Linked DNA regions of Macaca mulatta: regions 1 and 3 are each linked to region 2. A link is a contact called in public Hi-C data. All regions are on one chromosome and are shown on one strand. The core of a region is the stretch at or near the end of the contact, and the rest is flanking DNA. Distances in the headings are between cores, read along the strand shown.

Evidence for each region. A called contact is a pair of places that touch in the nucleus more often than the background predicts.
Region 1: a Hi-C map of liver shows a contact between it and region 2, with 2.8 times the contacts expected there. The contact joins the promoter of MIS18BP1 here to the promoter of FANCM in region 2. A contact is called at or near these places in 3 of 14 Hi-C or Micro-C datasets (blood, fetal cortex germinal zone and liver).
Region 3: a contact with region 2 is called in a Hi-C map of fetal cortex germinal zone, with 3 times the contacts expected there. The contact joins the promoter of TOGARAM1 here to the promoter of FANCM in region 2. A contact is called at or near these places in 5 of 14 Hi-C or Micro-C datasets (CD4 T cells, cortical neurons, fetal cortex germinal zone and 2 more).

The regions. Positions count from the first base shown.
Region 1 is chr7:118,607,068-118,611,452 of T2T-MMU8v2.0, forward strand. It overlaps MIS18BP1 (MIS18 binding protein 1), which reads right to left and starts at 2,372. Exons shown (of 17, transcript XM_028851531.2): 1 at 1,828-2,372.
Region 2 is chr7:118,469,593-118,474,094 of T2T-MMU8v2.0, forward strand. It overlaps FANCM (FA complementation group M), which reads left to right and starts at 3,149. Exons shown (of 22, transcript XM_077940953.1): 1 at 3,149-3,758; 2 at 4,335-4,502. The coding sequence starts at 3,251. It overlaps FKBP3 (FKBP prolyl isomerase 3), which reads right to left and starts at 1,695. Exons shown (of 8, transcript XM_077940962.1): 1 at 655-1,695.
Region 3 is chr7:118,293,816-118,298,896 of T2T-MMU8v2.0, forward strand. It overlaps TOGARAM1 (TOG array regulator of axonemal microtubules 1), which reads left to right and starts at 2,205. Exons shown (of 18, transcript XM_077940950.1): 1 at 2,205-4,482. The coding sequence starts at 2,437. KLHL28 (kelch like family member 28) reads right to left here and starts at 1,890. Exons shown (of 5, transcript NM_001261270.1): 1 at 1,861-1,890.

The sequences.
Region 1 (4,385 bases), core at 1,122-3,621, 140 kb after region 2:
TATCATTGTGTTACAACTGCCAACAATATTCAGTAAAGTAACATGCTGTACAGGTTTGAAGCCTAGAAGCAATAGGTTATAACATATAGCCTGGGTTTTTATAAGTACACTCTATGATACTGGCACAATGACAAAAATTTCCTGAGAATGTATTTCTCAGAACATATGACAGTCAGTTACAAGTGACACATATAAACACAGAACTGAAGCTAAACAATTATGTATATGATCCTGAATATAACTCCTCCTCCTCCTCCCAAAAAGACATGGAAAGTTCTTGTAAGAATTTACTGTAGTGGTAGCAGTAATAATAACTATTACTATGGAATGGGTCAAAAATCCCAGAGCACACTAACCAAAACTGGGACATAGAATTAGGGGAAAAATAGAATTTTAAGTTAACAGGCAAATGATACACTTGAAAAAAATACTCAGCACATATGACAAAGGGTTAATTTACATAACATTCAAAGAGACCTAATAAATCAACTTTAAAAAATGTACAAAACAGAAAACGGTCACGGGACATGAAATGCAATTAATAGAATACAAAAAGGCCAACAAACGAGTCAAGTGACATCTAATTTTACTCATAAATGGAAATGCAAACTAAAACTGATTTTTTTTTCATATCACATTGGTAAAGATTAATTTCAAATGCAAGTCTGCATACTATTGACTTGGGAATTCCACTTCTAACTTGTTTTTTCCTATAGAAACATCTGCATAAGAATGCAAATATATATGTATCGTAATAGCCGTTATTTACTGAATATTTACATGCCAGTCACTATATAATCTAACAGTAACTCGAAAGAGTTAAGTACTGTTATTACTCCAAATTTGAAAAAAGAGAAATTAAGGTATAAGGTGGTTAAGTAACCTGACCAAGGTCACTCGACAGTGAGAAAGAGGATCCGATTCTACCCGACTCCATAGCTTAAGTTCTTTACCAAAAGGCAACGTAGTCTACACAGCCACTAAACAGGGAAGTTCATGCTGCAGTACCTGCAGCATAAAATGAAATTAAACAACCCAGATGTCTACCAATAAAGGACAAAATAAATTCCACCACATCCATACAATTTATGTATTCAATAAATACATATATATGTACTTACACGGAAAAGCGTCCAAGAAATATTAAATTGAAAAAGAAAGTAACAACATATAATTGCATTTGTGTAAAAAAAAAATTAAATAAATAAATAAAACACAAACAAGCATAGAGAAAAACTCTGGAAGCAGTGAACCAAATTGTAAACAGTGTTTATCTTCGAAGGGCAGGATGAAGCGGCCTACCATTTTCTTGAACTCCTGAGCTCAAAGATCACCCGCCTCGACCTCCCAAAGTGCTGGGATCACAGGCGTGAGCCACCGCGCCCGACCATTTTCTAAATAATTTTATTAACATCTAAAGCTGTTTGCAACAAGCATGCAATTTAACCAGAACAAAACATAAGCTGAATGATCAATTGCTTCTATAGCCCTGTGGGTCCTGGGGTCCCAAGGGGAAGAGTTGGGTACTGACGCATATAATTTTCCCACTTGGTATTCTAAAAAAAAAAAAAAAAAGTTATTTTAGAACAAAGACCTAGAACGCTCACCATCGAAATAAATCTGAGCAATCGTGTTCTACTCTCTTAAGTACAGTAGACACAAAATAAGTGAACATCGAGTGCGAAGCTGTAAAATCAGTACCAAAGCCAGAAATCTACAAATAAATAAATAAATAAACTGCGTGAGCCTACATGCTTAAAGGGCAGGACGCCCACCATCGGCGGGGACCCGCGGCAGGAGGCTATCGGGGGGCGCGGGAGGACGTACCTTGGGTGAAGGGCCTGGCAGGGAGAGACTGCCGCAGTCCCGGCTCGGCTCCGCGCGGAGGGAGGGACGGACGCCGCCCGGCTCGCGCCTCAGGCCCACGGTGGCCCCTGCCCGCGGCGGCCGGGCACCAAGCGACGCTTACCCCCTCCGCGAGATACTATCACACAACACTTCCGTAATTCAAATTTGAAGAGCCCGCCCTCCAGCCGGCCTAGGATTGGCACTCTCGGGAATTGCGCCACCGTGCGTCTCACAGGGACGCTAGAAAACTGCAGGCGGCCTCTGCACGCCGTGGACGGTAGTGTATCCACAAAAAGTAGGCGACCCTAAGCTGTCACAGGCAGGGGGCGAGATCCTCTAGTTTTCCTCAAAGTTCGTTTCGTCTTCGCAGGGCACCCGCCCACCCTGAATCCCGCCTTTCCTCCCGTGAAGCTCTGCCGGTGCAAAGCTGACGTCGCACGCGGTGGGCCGCGAGCGCGCTCCGGCGCTGCTGCGTCTAAGTTTGGCCCTTCCTGGCTGCCGTCCTCCCCCACTAGGCTGTGCGCAGTAGCGGCTGTTATCCGTCTCTTCCGTCTCAGGAAAACAGCGTGCTCGGTGGGTTTGAGAGAACGTCTGTTTTTCTGCCCTCCATGTTTGAGGGGGAGAAAGAACATTTTGTTCTTGAGGGGATGATGGATTGAATGTAAAGTTACGCACAAAGTGGGATGTTTAGTTTGAACCATTCCCTCAGGAAGTGTGATATTTTGGGGCGTGGGGGATAGGTTCTCGCTCTGTCGCCCAGGCCTGAGGGCAGTGGCGCAATAACGGCTCACTGCAGCCTGGAACTCCAAGGGATCTTCCCACCTCAGCCTCTGAGTAGCTGGAACTACCGTCGTGCGCGACCATGCTTGGCTAATTTTTATTTTGTAGAGAGGAGGCCTCGCCATGTTGCTCAGGCTAGTCTCCAACCCCTGGGTTCTAAGCGATCCTCCCATCTTGGCCTCCCAAAGTGCTAGGATTACAGGCAAGCAACCGCGCCGGGCCAGGAAGTGATTATTATTATTTTTAAGTCACCTCACATTCTAGAAACATTAATCTCAACAACTGTAGGTTGCTGCATGCAGCTTGTGACGGTGGCCCCCAGGCTGCGTCCCGCCTTAGACTGCACCCAGTGAATCTCCGCTCTGATACCGCGGAGTTACCGGGTGTATACTTCGCCTTGTATAGGGCACATTGGTTCAGTCTTGAAAGTAGAGAAGGGGAAGCGAGGGAATGTAAGGTGTGTTTTCAGCCCTGAACCCTGTTCAACTCCAGTCCTGCATGAAGTCTGTCCTCTTCCCCCCATCCGCATTTGTGATGAGAGCTTCTTTTTATTTTATACTTTAAGAAAATTACTCAACTTCCTAGTCACATATCACATTTCCCCATTAAGAGGCTTTACTGAAAAGGTTGTAATGGATTGATCTTTTTTTAAGTGACTTGTGCAATCCCTTCTAAATCCTGCATCTGTTGTACCCGAGTGAGTTAGAGAAACGCCACACTTTGAGACAAATTTAAGAGTCCTTTATTAGCTGGCGACCGAGAGATGGCTAACGCTCGAAATTCTCGGCCAGAGGAAGGGGGTGGGTAAGGAGTCCTTGAAACCTTGCAAATGACGGAGCCAAATGGAGTTCGTCCAGCTTTCTTAGCTAAGGGAGAGCTTATCATGTGGAAACAAGGCTAGGTGATTAAGGAAGAGTATAAAAACAGAGTAAAAAACAAGGTTAGGTATTACACATCTGAATTTTGTACACTGAATAATCAAAATCCAAAATATAAATTTAAAACATCCACATGAATGCAAGTAAGGAAAAACAACAGTTGGAGGTAGGGGGAAAGGAAGCAAACTTACCTGGATAAAATGAAGTTTCTTTCTTGTACACCATAATGAGAAAATGATTGGACATGGATTTGCACTAGTTTTGTGGGAACCGGCCTTAAAACAGGTTAAATGGCATGTGTGAAATATACTTTGATAGGGGAAGTTTGAAGGGATGGTCATTCAGATTTCAAAGCACCTGAAATTGAGGTGTAAGAGGTTTCTGTGCCTGATGAAGATGGCCATGGCTCACAAGTTTAGGCAAAATAGGAACCCTGACGTATTAAGGGCAGGCACTCAGAAATGCACACTTCTTTTTAATTGGCCACTTCTCATGTAAGAAAGAAGTAGTATGTAGTATGCCCCAATGTGAATGGCCGCAGGAATTTACATAAGATGACTAGTAATTTTCCAAACAAAACTGGATTAAACAGTTTGTGGATAACAAAGTGTGATGAGAAGGCATACAGGCCAAGGTACAGTTCATCTGTCCCTTAATGGCAACATACTGTAACTGCCCAAGGGGTTTACCTTGCCTGCTCCCTAGACAGAGTCAATTCAAGACAAGGGAATTGCAATGGAGAAAGAGTAATTGATGCAGAGCTGGCTGTGCGGGAGACTAGTGTTTTATTATTACTCAAATCAGTCTCCCCTGAGCTTTTGGGGATCAGAGTTTTTGAGGATAATTTGGTGGGGGGGAACCCAGTGAACTAGAGTGCTG
Region 2 (4,502 bases), core at 1,899-4,398:
AATATCATTTTGATAATCCAAGTCTGTTAAAATTGTTCCATGTGGCCCAGTTTGACATACGATTTCACATGGCATGATTTGTTTCATAAGAATATGATGGATGAAGTACATGACTGAGGTATTATTAAATGTTAATATGTCTATTCTGAAATACGAATTGGCTTAAGAGAAAATAGTTCCATTAAAATGGGGTAAGATTCCCGACGCCTGTTCTTTCTTTTTCACCCTTGTACCTCCAAACATTGAGAATAGTTCTTGTTACAGATGTTGTATTAACATCTGCTAAACTAATCTAAGATGCAGATGCCAGGATAATGATTCAGGAAGAAGGAACTGAAGTTGGAGAGTTCTTGTATCTCCCCGTCATGACGGCCGCCCAAAATGAAAATAAAATATAAGCTTCTCAAAATAACCCAGAAACAGTGGCTCAGGCCTGTAATCTCAGCACTTTGGGAGGCCGGGGCGGGCGGATCACGAGGTCAGGAGATCGAGACCTTCCTGACTAACACGGTGAAACCCCGTCTCTATTAAAAATACAAAAAATTAACCTGGAGTGGTGACACGCGCCTGTAGTGCCAGCTCCTCGGGAGGCAGAGGCAGGAGAATGGTTTGAATCCGGGAGGCGGAGGTTGCAGTGAGCCGAGATCGGGACACTGCACTCCAGCCGAGGCGACAGAGACTCCGTCTCAAACAAACAAAAAACCCAGAAACAAATTTTCTAAATGAAAAGTTTAGAATTTTTAAAACTGTATAGAAAACACAAGCAGGCTGCCGCTTGTAAGAGAATGCTGCGTGCACAACTATTCCAGCAATTTAAGAGATGCCCGAATGATCTTAATTTCCAAAGGAAAAACAAGCGTGACAAAAATAACTTGACTATAGACGGATGGTTAAGATGGAGACTATGCTGACAAATGGAGAGCGTACAGTATAAAGAATTCCAAATAAATTTCTTAGTCTGTTTATAACAATGACAGACCACCGCACAAGAGAAATGTGAATGTAGCTCCCTTAAAGTATAAAGGCGAAAAGGTCATTTAAAGGGTCGATATGTTAAAACAAAACTTTAGCCACAACCTACGGATTTTTAAAAAAATCACACGCATTAATGTTCTGTATCTAGTAAATTGTTAAAAGCAAGTTGGATACACCGTTCCCACAGAAATCTTCACGTCCCTTCCCATTTCCCTAGTAGCCGGCGCCCCACTCCCAGGAGTCTCATCCACACCACTATTCCTCGGCCTCCCCGCCCTTGCCCCCAGTATCTTTGGGTTCCTATTTTTCTGGCCTCCACCCCCACTCAAGGATCCCAATGAGGTTCTAACTCTACAATTGCAGCCTGTGGGCTCCAAGAGACAAAGCTGCTCCCCTGCCCCAGCAGGGCACGCCCGAGGGGCGGGAGCGAGGCCCAAAGCACACCCTGGGCCGCTCCGGCCTTCCCGGCCACCGGCCGCGGGAAGACGAGGGCGGGGGCACAGAGGAATACGGAATGTATGGGCATCTCCAGGGGGGTGAGGCGTCCCTCAGCCGCACCAGCCCGGCCGCCCCTACGCCTCCGGTACCGAATCTGAACCGTGTTCCTGCAGAAACTTGATAATGTCCTTCTTGGGCAGCTGCTCACTGCGCAGCTGCTCCACGGTCCACGCCCGCTGTGGAACAGCCGCCGCCATCTTCCCCCGCTGCCTCCGCTTTACTGAGCCAGCCCGCCGCAGTTCGGCATCGCCCCGCCCCCTAGGGCGGGGCATGACCACTCACGGAGGTCGAGGGGCGGGCCACTGCGCTAGCAGTCGGGATTGGGGCTTGTTTTTGAGTGACGTCAAGGATGTGCTATGAGGGTTTCTTTGTTCAGTCCAGGTTAAAAAACCTCCCGCGGTCGTCTCTGCAGTAGGCTGACTTGAAGACCGCTAGCGATCTTCGATTCTGAGTTAGACCCACTGTGAAGAGACCTCTGAGGGTAGCGACATTTATCAACCATTACCCACATGTATTACCTACGGCAGCTATGCCTTTAAAGTTCAGTCTATAACCTGTTAAAAGAAAACAGCATTCAGGCTCCTTACTTCGTTTTATCTAGTTCTAGCCTAAAAATTCACACCTAAACTGCTTCAGTCCTTGTCGATCCGAAAATCCATATCCTATCATCTCCCTTTTAAAGATCACACAACTGAAACTTAAATACAAGCTGCCCATCCCCTTCCCCCCATACAAATACGAGAAAGTTTGTCCAACACGAAGTTCAGAAACTTGAATAAACAATTTATAAAGAAACTGCACTAAGGATGCCACTTGCTGATGAGAATGAGATTATTAATGCTCGTAACTCTGTGATGTATATTTTTTCTCAGTACACGAGGAAACAAATTTACAGAGGTTACTCAAAGTCAGGTTTAGAGAGAAGTCAGGAATTGTTTGATATAGAAATCTTTGTTAGAGTGGAATAATTGCACACCGACATTTATTATAATTCTATCTATAATAAAGATTTAATAGTTGAACATTAGGACTCCTTACTTAAAAAAATCTAGGCAGACTCTGGGCATGTTGCCTATGAGTTAGCTCTGCTATGCAAGGAGCATTAAAACATAAAAAATTCTGACGAATAGCTGGACCAGACCACGTTCACGTACCTTTAAACAATGAAAATATTAAAATAATGGGTTGCCACTCCTTGCACGGTGAAAAAGAGACTTGGCATTTTGTTTTCTCGGCCCAGATAGAGATATAAGACAAATTATTCCATCTACACACTTTTGCTTTTCACCTTATATTCTGATTTAAAAGTACAAGGAATGAGGCACATTAGACGCTCAATAACATTAAGTTCACAAATTGATGGGTATTCCATTGTCCCAGGGTATATATTTTATAATAAATCTCTATTATGACATTTTAAGTGATTTAATCACGTTAGCAATGACCCCCAGCCATCTAATCTTTGGAAACGGAAGTTAAATTTTGAGTTTTTTAAAACAAAACAAAACACCGGAAGCGCACAGGGGACCATATTTAGAGTAACGCCTTAATGGTGCGCATGAGTCTCCGGGAGGCCTGCACAGGTTTCCGGGAAGCCAGCCAATGATATTCCCAACGCAAACTCAGTGGCAGCATTTTCTACTGGATAAATTGGCTTTAGTCCCGCCTTCTCGTTGCAGAGTTTTGCGCGAAGGAAACCGATGGGGATCGGAACCGTAGCGGTTGAGCTGCCGCTGCTACGGATATCTGACCGAAGCCTTCGGTGGTTGTTGGCCTAATGAGCGGACGGCAAAGAACGCTTTTTCAGACGTGGGGCTCAAGTATCTCCCGATCATCTGGGGCTCCGGGTTGTAGCTCCGGAACTGAGCGACCTCAGAGCCCTGGCAGCTCCAAGGCGCCTTTGTCAGCAACAGCGGAGGCTCAGCTGGAGTCGGACGATGATGTGTTGCTTGTCGCGGCGTACGAGGCTGAGCGGCAGTTGTGTATAGAGAATGGCGGGTTCTGCACCTCCGCGGGCGCCCTGTGGATTTACCCTACCAATTGCCCAGTGCGAGACTACCAGCTGCACATCTCCCGAGCTGCTCTGTTCTGCAACACGCTGGTGTGTCTACCTACCGGACTGGGAAAGACCTTTATTGCCGCCGTGGTCATGTACAATTTCTACCGCTGGTTCCCTTCAGGAAAGGTGGTCTTCATGGCCCCAACGAAACCCTTGGTGACACAGCAGATCGAGGCTTGCTACCAGGTGATGGGTATCCCTCAATCTCACATGGCCGAAATGACAGGTATCTTAGACTGGACTAATTTTGAAGTAAGAGCTGGGTCTCCAGGGGAAAACATGCGTTTTGGTGGAAATAGAGTTAAAGGAATTCCTGACCCATGTGGAATAGTTCCCAAGCTAGAATATGTGCATCTTATGCCCTCTCTCTTAAAACATTATCTACTTGTAGCAAGCCCAACACTGATGAGTAGGGTTGCTTTATTCAATCTTCAGAGAATATCTGTAGCTTCTCATGGTATTTTGAAGCTATTATATGTGTATACCCCATGGGTAACTGAACATGGTGTTTCCTGGCATTCTTCCTGAAAAAGATTTCTCAGTTGAAGAAATTGCCTCTCTTCAAATATTATGCCATTTTGTAGGAATTTTCTAAAGATAATTTGGTTGTAGTCCTAGATAAGTGCCAGCTTTGATATTTGGACCACACCAGAACTTTAAAATGTAGCATTCCGATGAATTGTCAAATTGTTTTTCTCTTAATATTACCAAAGCATGTTTGCCTTCTGAAAAGGCCAGACTATTTATATTTTATAGATAACAGTCTGAAGTTTAGAATGTAGAATGTCACTTTTATTTTCAGGGTCTACACAAGCTTTCACCAGGAAGGAAATATGGTGCAGTAAGAGAGTCCTTTTTCTTACACCTCAGGTCATGGTAAATGACCTTTCCAGAGGAGCTTGTCCCGCTGCTGAAATAAAGTGTTTAGTTATTGATGAAGCTCATAAAGCTCTCGGAAACTATGCCTATT
Region 3 (5,081 bases), core at 955-3,454, 180 kb before region 2:
TAGTAAGGCGTGATGCTGATGAAGTCCCATTTCCTAAATATCCACTACGGAGACTAATGCATCTTCTAAGTCTTCAATCAAAGAGACAAAATATAACAGATATAAAATAAATTGCAATCTGTAATGTACAGTGATTCACAGGGACCTAAAAAAACAATCAAAAGGAAGACTCATCTTGCTTTGTTCCCAGGAAAAGGGCAGGATAACTGCTTAAGTACCCACGTCTCTCATTTAAGACTTTCGAAGTCCTTTTCTGTGATTCCATGATTACCACACAACCTCTAGTTATTAACTTGGCTTCCCAAGTTCTGCGATACAAGAAAGAGCGCACTGGATTTTCAACTTGAAAATTCTGATTCAACATAAACTGGCACTGTAATGTGTACATCATTCTCTAGGTTAGTTTGAACTGGGTTCCTCAAGTCTGGGCAATACATGGGTCTACACATTTGAGCTTCTTAGGTTGGGACTATGAGAAACAGACACTTTCTCATTGACAACTGCTACAATCATTTCTTGTTTTTCACCTCCCTGTCTTTAACCTGTCCCTAAAATGAAACATGTTAGCCAAACCTAATTTAGGCAGATTCATTTAAACACGAAAATGGCTTATTAAAACCCAAGTAACAGCCTAGAATTTAAACCAAAACATAGGATGTATATTTACACAGCCTCATTTATATTGTCTATTCCCCATCCCCACCCCCCCAAAAAAACAAAACAAAACTGATATTCAAATCGTAATTTAAGGCAAAAATTCAGAAATTATTTTTGCGCTTGCAACAGCTGGGAGCATTATTTATAAAGCTGTTTAGCATATGTGACTCAATTATCCCAAGACTTTAAAAAGTATTTAAGAGAAATCCCACCTGGTACAGAGAAGGGTAGGAATACTTGCATTTGAAGTGCATAAATTTGGGTCTTCAAATGATAACTTAGACTTTTCGCACGAGTCATTCAAAAGTAATTGTATTAATACTCCTTCAAAAAAAAATCTCTCTTCCACACTCCAAAGCATTCAGGCTCACACTAGATACGCCAGCTCCTCCACTGTGTTCGTTTAAGTATCATTTATGATAAGGAGAAAATGCACACAAAATTCTCAGTTCGCCTAAAATAAATAAATGTCTACTATTATTCCTAAATCCACAGGGCAGAATTCTCTTAGAACCGTGATGCCAAGAACTTCCACCGCAAGTGAAATTGTCTTCGCAATCTCTATCTCTAGGAGACTGAAAGGCCGCAGAGATGCTTGAGGATCCTGCAGGGAGGCTAGGGCGGCAGACGGAGGGGGCGGAGGGAAGGGGAGAGTCCCACAGAGGAACTGCATTAGAAGGAAAGACTTTGATAACGTCTAAGGGAGAGGCGGTTAGCTACAGGGGGAAAAAAAAAAAAAAAAAAAGACCTATTTCCAGATTATGTACGTTGTAAAGAAAACGCAAAGTGATGAGGGTAAGGAAACGTGGTCAAAAACAAACAAACAAAAAACAAACAAACAAACAAAAATTAACCCTCTACGGCCGGAGGGTTAAGAGAAGTCGACAAAAGGAGAAAGGGGAGGAGGGCGGGGGCGAAAAAAGGCCCCAAAGACCAGGAATTGAAAAAAAGTACCCGATTTGTGAGCTTGGCCGTGGTCCGGATCTTCTGTCCTGATAAGCAGATGGCAAGAGGAAAGGATCACAGTTACTCAGGGTGGCAGAGAGTAACGCGTTTACAAGGGTAACCAGCCCTGCACAAGAAGATGTCGTCTCTCTTTCCACCTGCTCCGCTCAGTCCTTTGCCTCTTACTCTAGCACCAGTGGCATTCAGGCAAAACACTGCCAAAGTCTGCACCGCTGGAGGACAGCAAAAGGAAAATACCTGAGTCCCAGTAATCACACGGGAAGCGACAGGAGGAGGAGCCGCGGACAACTGGAGCCTGGGCTGGATCCTCACTAGCTCCGGTCAAACCCCAACTCTTACGGGTGGGGCGGGCAACTTCCGCCCAGAGCAAGGAAAGCGTCACATCCGTCTAATGTCTTCACCCCTCCTCCCTTCTCCGCTCTAGCTACGTTTGCAACGTTCTGACTTCCTCTTCCAGGAGACTTTGGCCTAGTCTCAACACCTGACGTGGACTACATAACCCAGCATTCATCACGGCAAGTGGATTTCCGGGTCAAGAGGTCCGCGCTGGGTACATCACCATGGAAGCAATCGGTTTGGTCACGTGGTGCCCTTGGTTACGCCCGGTGGCAGCTGTGGGGTCTACGGCTCAGACGGGGGCCATTTTGCCAGAGGCTGCCTCCCGGAGTTGGGGGCGGCCTGGCGGCGGGCTGAAGCTGTTCTTTTTCCTCTTCTGCAGCTTGGGGCTTGGAGAGGATCTGGAAGTCCGGGCTCCATCGAGCCCTTCGGAGACGGCAATGATTTCTTCCAACCACCGCCACCTGACGACCCTGCATGGCGGCTGCGCCCTCCGCTCTGCTTCTGCTGCCGCCCTTTCCAGTCCTCTCTGCCTATCGGCTCCAGAGCCGCAGTCGTCCTTCCGCCCCAGAGACTGATGATAGTGGAGTTGGGGGCATTATGAGAGGAGAGAAAAACTACTACTGCCGTGGAGCTGCGGGGGACCACGGTTCCTGCCCCACTACAACTTCGCCTCTGGCCTCGGCCCTCTTGATGCCCTCGGAGGCAGTCTCAAGCAGCTGGTCTGATTCTGGAGGCGGTTTGTCAGGGGGAGATGAAGAGGAGACTCGGCTCCTTCAACTCCTCCGCACCGCGCCGGATCCTTCTGAGGCCTTTCAGGCTTTGCAAGCTGCTTTGCCGCGGCGGGGCGGTCGACTTGGCTTCCCCCGACGCAAGGAAGCTTTGTATCGGGCACTGGGCCGAGTGCTTGTGGAAGGAGGTAGTGATGAGAAGCGGCTCTGCTTGCAACTTCTCTCAGACGTTCTCCGGGGTCAGGGGGAGGCAGGCCAGCTGGAAGAGGCCTTTAGCTTAGCACTTTTGCCTCAACTAGTTGTCTCGTTACGGGAAGAGAATCCAGCCCTGCGGAAAGATGCGCTGCAGATCCTGCATATATGTCTGAAACGTAGTTCTGGAGAGGTGCTGAGAACGCTTATACAGCAAGGACTGGAAAGTACCGATGCCCGACTTAGAGCGTCCACAGCACTACTGCTTCCCATCTTGCTTACTACTGAGGACTTGTTGCTTGGTCTGGATCTCACCGAGGTGATAATATCCCTAGCCCGAAAGCTTGGTGATCAGGAGACAGAAGAAGAATCTGAGACAGCTTTCTCCGCCCTTCAACAAATTGGGGAGCGACTTGGCCAAGACAGGTTTCAATCGTATATTTCTCGTCTCCCCTCTGCCCTGAGGAGACACTACAATCGCCGCCTGGAGTCCCAGTTTGGAAGTCAAGTTCCTTATTATTTGGAACTGGAAGCCTCTGGATTTCCTGAAGATCCCCTTCCATGTGCAGTGACTCTTTCCAACAGCAATCTTAAATTTGGGATTATTCCTCAGGAGCTGCATTCACGATTATTGGATCAGGAAGACTATAAGAACCGAACCCAGGCCGTCGAAGAACTAAAGCAGGTGCTGGGAAAATTTAACCCTAGTTCTACTCCTCATTCTAGTCTTGTTGGCTTCATTAGTTTGCTATATAATTTATTAGACGATTCTAACTTCAAAGTGGTTCATGGCACACTTCAAGTCCTGCATTTACTGGTTATTCGCCTTGGAGAGCAGGTACAGCAGTTCTTGGGACCAGTTATAGCAGCTTCTGTCAAAGTACTGGCAGACAACAAGTTGGTGATCAAACAAGAATACATGAAAATCTTCCTCAAGCTAATGAAGGAAGTAGGACCTCAGCAGGTGCTTTGTTTACTCCTGGAACATCTCAAACATAAGCATTCCAGAGTGAGAGAGGAGGTGGTGAACATTTGCATCTGCTCCCTGCTGACCTATCCTAGTGAGGATTTTGACTTGCCCAAACTGTCCTTTGATCTTGCCCCAGCTCTTGTAGATAGCAAACGCAGGGTACGCCAAGCAGCTTTAGAAGCTTTTGCCGTATTGGCATCATCAATGGGCTCAGGTAAAACCAGCATCCTTTTTAAAGCTGTGGATACTGTTGAACTGCAAGATAATGGAGATGGAGTGATGAATGCTGTGCAGGCCAGATTGGCTAGGAAAACCTTACCAAGGCTAACAGAGCAGGGATTTGTGGAATATGCAGTACTGATGCCATCTTCTGCCGGGGGTAGATCAAACCATTTGGCACATGGAGCAGATACGGACTGGCTTTTGGCTGGTAACAGAACTCAGAGTGCACACTGTCACTGTGGTGACCACGTAAGGGATAGCATGCAAATTTATGGATCTTACAGTCCAACTATTTGTACCCGAAGGGTATTAAGTGCAGGAAAAGGAAAAAATAAATTACCGTGGGAAAATGAGCAGCCTGGAATCATGGGAGAAAACCAGACCTCCACTTCCAAGGATGTAGAGCAGGTATGCTTCTCTAATTTTCTTGAGTCGAAAGTGTGAAGAATTTAAATGAAAATATGCCTGCGATGACTGAAGGGTGAGTCTGCTTGAGGGAAACATGTTATGCTTTGTTTTAAATCAATTTTAAATCCACTGAATGTTGATGTGGGTACTCATTATAATGGTACAGATCAAAAAGGACCATTTAATAGGCTTCCTGCTTGATAGATTTAATTAAGTTTGAGACATGTGATATAGACAATACCTAGATTCAGTTTGAGTTTGTTACTGTGGCATGTCAGTTTATCTCATCATACAACAAACATTGAATACCTAGTAGGTGCCAGATAAAGAGCTAAATTCTGGGAATGAAGATGAGGCCAGTTTCACACAGTTTAGGAAAAAGGTCAGACCTAGGAATTAGCAAGTAACAAATTCGCTAAGTGCTAAAGTAGAAATACAAAGACTGCAGGAATACTGAAGATAGAAAAAATAATTCCACTAGAAAAGTAAAAAAAAAAAAAAAAAAAAAAAAGCATCCGCAGAAGATATGACATTTGAACTGAGATTTTACCCCCGAAGCTTTTATTTAAAAAATTCCAAATCTATAGGTAAGAGTACAA